Regions from separate parts of the Mus musculus genome. Here region 1 is linked to region 2. Evidence: chromatin contacts called from public Hi-C data. All regions are on one chromosome and are shown on one strand. The core of a region is the stretch at or near the end of the contact, and the rest is flanking DNA. Distances in the headings are between cores, read along the strand shown. Region 1 holds the start of Fmc1 (formation of mitochondrial complex V assembly factor 1). Region 2 overlaps Ubn2 (ubinuclein 2).

What was found. Hi-C and Micro-C count contacts between places; a contact is called where the count stands out from the background.
Region 1: a contact with region 2 is called in a Hi-C map of bone marrow-derived macrophages, with 2.0 times the contacts expected there. The contact joins the promoter of Fmc1 here to the enhancer-like site in region 2. A contact is called at or near these places in 11 of 39 promoter capture datasets (cranial neural crest, embryonic stem cells, fetal liver and 5 more), 6 of 15 datasets of contacts at CTCF or cohesin (CD8 T cells, the G1E-ER4 cell line, embryonic stem cells and 2 more), 111 of 484 Hi-C or Micro-C datasets (3T3-L1-derived adipocytes, 8-cell embryo, the AtT-20 cell line and 56 more), 25 of 115 datasets of contacts at active chromatin or transcription factors (CD8 T cells, DN3 thymocytes, the HPC-7 cell line and 14 more) and 3 of 9 other capture datasets (adipose tissue, liver and pancreatic islet).

What each region holds. Positions count from the first base shown.
Region 1 is chr6:38,533,466-38,536,165 of GRCm38.p6, forward strand. It overlaps Fmc1 (formation of mitochondrial complex V assembly factor 1), which reads left to right and starts at 1,396. Exons shown (of 2, transcript NM_025363.3): 1 at 1,396-1,545. The coding sequence starts at 1,408. n-TRcct1 (a tRNA gene) reads left to right here and starts at 466; the gene lies at 466-538.
Region 2 is chr6:38,494,543-38,497,242 of GRCm38.p6, forward strand. The region is part of intron 14 of Ubn2 (ubinuclein 2); the gene reads left to right. Among named protein-coding and RNA genes, the nearest start is that of Mir7670, 11 kb to the right of the region's middle. Within about 2 kb of position 1,314, at least 7 of the 459 cell types and tissues checked have an H3K27ac peak or open chromatin away from gene starts, as enhancers often do. A contact at or near this core is called in bone marrow-derived macrophages, where this site is marked.

The sequences.
Region 1 (2,700 bases), core at 146-2,645, 39 kb after region 2:
TCAGCGCTGTAACCGGAAACAGAAACTGACCACTACCTAAACGCCACCTAACGACCAGCTAAGAGCGAAGACAAACCCTGAAAGTAGCCCAATCGGAAGGGGCTTGGCTTTTCCTGTTACAATCTGACAAAGAATAGGACCAGAGGGAGGCTCGAGGAACTGGTTTCCGCAGCCCGTTTGGCTCTGACGTCTCCCGGGCCCACTTTTGCGCAGGCGCAGAGCTACTACGCACAGAAACACGAACACGTAAGCAAAAGCGGGAGCCCGTTCGGCTTCGTGGCATCCACTGTTTGCAGGGTGAAGCGGTTGACTCTTGGCATCTAAACTACATTTCCCAGCAGGCATCCGTTTCACACTGAGGCTGAGTTTGGTTCTCTGTGATAGGGTAAAAACAATAAATTTAAGTGATGACGTACGAAACAGGAAATAACTTGATTATGGTGTTTGAGGACATCAGTAGAAGAAGCCCCAGTGGCCTAATGGATAAGGCATTGGCCTCCTAAGCCAGGGATTGTGGGTTCGAGTCCCATCTGGGGTGGTTCGTTTTTTTTTTTTATCTATTTTAACATCATCTAATTAGATGATTATTGCGAGTCAAACTTACTGTTTATTTTATGTATTTAGAGACAAGGTCTCTCTACCTAGTTCTGGCTGGGTTAGAACAAACTGCAGACCATAATGGTCTATGAGCTGTGAGATCCGCCTGCTTCTGCAGGCAGTGAAGGCGTGTGCCACAACGCCCGGCCATCTTGTTTTAAAACTAGAGAACTGCGGGGAAAAACAATCAAACAAAAAAAACAAAACGAAAAAAAAAAAAGCCAGGCGTGATGGCGCACGCCTTTAATCCCAGCACTCGGGAGGCAGAGGCAGGCGGATTTCGAGGCCAGCCTGGTCTACAGAGTGAGTTCCAGGACAGCCAGGGCTATACCGAGAATCCATGTCTCGAAAAACAACAATAAACAAACAGAAAAACAAAACAAAACTAGAGAACTGGATGTGAGGCTTTACTAGTAAAGGGGCTGCAGTTTGCCATACCAGGGTATGAGTTCATTTTCTTCTCCTAGGCTGCGGGGACCATAAAGTTGGAGGTCGGTACGTTTAATTTTGACATCCCTGGTAGAAACAGTAAGATCTTTTTGGCGTGACCTATGTCCAGACATCCACATACTCTCCTGCCAGACACCTTTCCTCAGAGACTCGGCGGCCATCAGCTTACGGCAGTCCAAAGGGACGCAGTCAGAAGGGCCGAGAGGATTCGGCACCTTCCCTTGCTCTCCTGGTCCCCTGAGGTGCCTGTCACTCGCGTTTCCCTCCAAGGGTGGTCGGTAGAGGGCGCTGTGGGGCGGAGTGGGCGGGGGAACACCTCGCCCGAGGCAGTGAGGGACCAGGCTCTCCAAGGACAGAAAAATGGCGGCCCTGGGGTCCCCGGCGCGCACTCTGCGGGGCCTTCTGAGGGAGCTGCGCTACCTGAACGCGGCCACCGGGCGGCCATATCGCGACACAGCGGCCTACCGGTACCTCGTTAAGGCTTTCCGAGCACATCGGGTACGGCATCCGCGGCTGGGTGGGCTCCAGGTCGCGGGAGGGCGGATGAGGGGGCGGTCTGCGCAGGTGATAGAGGGTCTCAGGACAAACGTGTCTGAGTCACCCTGTCCTCCACCTGCGGGTCTCACCACAGACTCCAGCCCTTCGGCTAACCTGCGGTCTGAAATCCCCTACTGGCCCAGAAGCCGCGTGGGGCGCACCTTCCTAGGGACTTCGTATCTGCCACCCACCGGGGTGGAGCTGTCTCTGACGATTTCATTGGTTTGTCTGGTGCATGGGGTGTGGAATGGAGTAAGGAGCGGGCGTTGTGTGAAGTGGGTCCTAGGGGTCGTAAGACTTAAAGGCGTAAGGGTACAAGCATCCCCTCTCCTCATCCTTTCTACATTAAAGTTTTAATAGGAAGCAGTGTTTTTGTGATTTGACGGGTGTGTGTGTGTGTGTGTGTGTAGGTGTGTGTGCGCGCGCCTGCTCGCGCGCGTGCTTTTGCTTGCTTGCGTGTTGGTGGGGAATGAAGATACAGAATTTCAGCATTACTCTGGCTGACCTGGAATTTGCTGTTTAGACCAGATTGACCTTGAACTCACATCTGATTGCCCTTTTCTCCTGAGTGTGGGGATTAAAGGCATGGGCCAGGCAAATGCAATTTTTAAGGCAATTTAGTGGGGAATATTCAAGAGTTGAAGAGTGGTACTGTTTTATTTAGTACTAGCCTTTCACCACTGAGGAAAGCAATATCTTATATTCTATGGAGATGTCACATCTTTAGCCTTCTGCATGACAGGATACATGACATGTTTTACTGGTGTAACAAACATAAACATACAGAATGCTATCCTTGGGAAGTGCCATTGTGAAATCCACAGTTCATATTCCTCTTAGAAAGGAATGGAAGATGGTTAATTTTCCAAATGTGGTAATGCTCAATTCTCTGCCTTTTGGACAAGATCAAATACAAACACTAAGGCTCGGGGACAGTCACCTGCCCAGTTCTGCTTGATCAAGCATGGCTACAATTTAGGGGAATGGAAACTTAAGTTCTTGAGCAATTATCTTAACTACAGAATTTGAGCATTGCAAAACTTTAGAACTAAAATTCACTTATCTTTTAAAAAGTTATGTTAGGTACTGTGTATTAAGAACTAGGGCCAAATATCA
Region 2 (2,700 bases), core at 64-2,563:
CACATTTAATAATACCAAGTTATCATTCTTCCACTTATATCCTTCTTCCCCATTCCTGTAGGTTCAGGAATACTAATCATAAGAAAATGAAGCTGAGTGAGGTGTCCTTAACTTATATTTCAGCACTAAGGCGAAAGGATCACTTGAACCCATAAGTTCAAGACCAGCAAGATAGTAAGACCTTTCCTCAAAGATTGTTAAAGAAAAAGGGTAGAAAGGTAAATAACAAAACGCATACACTGATTATGGGGATTATTTGTTAAAATTGTTAGTTATGGATAAGATCTGGGAATTAGCCTTCATTACTATTCATATTTGCTAAAGAAGCAACTTTCTAAAATTAGCCTTTAATTTGAGCAAAGGAAAAAATATGAAATTCCAACAAAAGTAGTAGTTCCTGGTCCATACTCTTCTCTTATCATCCACAGTTTTGTTTTTTTGAGAGAAGGCCTTCAAGAAGGCCACTGCTTCCAGTGTGCTGGGGTTCTCGGCATGCAACACCATGCCCAGCTTGTAACAAAATGAATGGCAACCAGGTGTGGTGTGGCTCGCCTATTCCCAGGGAGAGGCGTAACATCTGAGTTTGAGTTCAGCCTAGTGCTCAGTGAGTTCCAAATCAGTCCAGGCTCCATAGTGAGCATAGTGGGACCTTGTACAAAGAGGAATGAATGAATGACTGAATGAAAAACTTAATTTTATACATGTTACCATTGGATATCTTGTAACTTCCATTATAAAAAGAAGAATTTCTGTTCTCATATAGCTGTACTGTTTTGCTGAAATGGTGATCAGACTTTGGTTAAATCTTCCATGACATGCTGCACTGCCAGAGTTATGGCTTCGTTACTTTCCTATTATAAAATGTTAGGGGAGTTTTCTACACTTAAAAGATGTTTTGTGTATGGTTCTTTACCTCAATGCCTCCAAGTACCTGGTTAAATTGTCCTTCACTTTTTTCACCTCTGAAATCTGTCTGACCTTCTTGCATTTGATTATCATTTATGCCAAAGGAAGCTATTCACTATCTTAAGAATAACTGATCTGTCAGCAAGAAAGCTACATGACAAAATCTGTGCTCCAGACAAGTTCCTTCTCAGTACTCTTCCACTCCCAAATGGCTTGGTGACACGGAAACCCCAAGGTGCTTGCCTCTTTGATCTGTTTTTAATCTCTCTTACTGGTTTGACTCAGGAAAAGTCAACAGTTTATTTACAGCTGGGTAGTTGTTGTCGTGCATTAGCATCTCTGAAGTGTTCTCAGCAGCTTGAGGCCTCCAGATGCCTATTAAAGCCAGCTGCTGAAAGCAGATGGTCCTTGATGAGCGAGTAAATCTGGGGCCTGTTGCTCTCAAAGGCTGCACCTCCTGTCTACAAGGCATCTGCAGGGTTATCTGAAGCACAGTGTCTTTTGACAAAGGTTGAAAGCTCAAATCTTATTATTAATTCTGTCTACTTTCTACTTAATAACCTCCCTTCCAGAACGTTCTTCCTCTTTCTTGACCTTCAACTTACTGACTTTATACGACCCCATATTTACCTCTTTATGATTCTAGAAGTCATCATTCAGTAAGCAAACTGAGTACTATGTGCCAAGCTTCTTCTCTGTGCTGGGGAACCAGGGTGAACAACATTCTATTACCTCTTCTCTATTACCCGTTCTCGTGGAACATACCTTTTTAGATAAACTAAATACAAGTTGTACTTTTAAAAAAGCATGTGCTATGAAAAGATTGTTTAAAATTGGTTGTTGCTAAGATCATTGACTACAGAAGACCTGTTAAAGTAAATACTATTGAGTTTGAGCAGAGAGCTGGAGAAACAGGGCACAGCCATGTGTAGAGAAGATGGAAGTTGGTATGGGCTAGAGGAAACAACAGTATAAACATGCCAAGTGAAAGAGCCCTCCTGTGTTGTGTGAGCAAAGACTGGGGAGAGACCCACACTATGTCAAGGGGACCAGGGAGGACTTGGGGTTTGTGGAAGGGAGGCTGCTAGAAAGAAGTCTTACCTGAGAGAATGGTATGGCTGCATTTCAGAGTATTATTCTGTGTGAATGGGAAACCTCTGTCTCACCAAACAGAATGGACAACTTTGTAAGAACAAGTGCCTACCTGCCAGAGAAAGCGCTTTCCATTCATGGTTTTCCTCAAATGGAGACAGCTTAGAAACCATGTCTGATTATGGACACTCTGTATTCTGCCTATGTAGATAATGTTGACAGCTTTTCTGTGCTCCCAAATGTGGGATTTTCTGCTTCCTAAAGTGTCCCTTAAAGAAACTTCTACATGTCAGTGTGACATGGAGATCACCTGGCATTCCAGTCCTATAAATAAAATCAGATTTGGAAAATTCTTAGAAAGTATAAAACATTAGTTATAACATATTTTTAATTGCTGATATTCAAGTTATTTTTAAAGATAGGGACTTGCCCCAATTTATCTTTCCTCTCTGTTGTAATGCTTCAATTAGATTCTTGCAGAAATACTTTAATAGGTTCAACTCATTTGCATTATTTACTGTTTTCACTGAGGGCGTCCATTCAGGATACAGCCTTGAGACTACCTTGATGCTACGATAGATTTAATGTTTAATATGAAGAAATTATTATTGCTTACTTTTTAACTGATACAGGATCCTTTTTATCCTAGTTGCTTTAACTGGATATTTTTTCATAAATGTACCCTGTGTGTATCAGAATCGG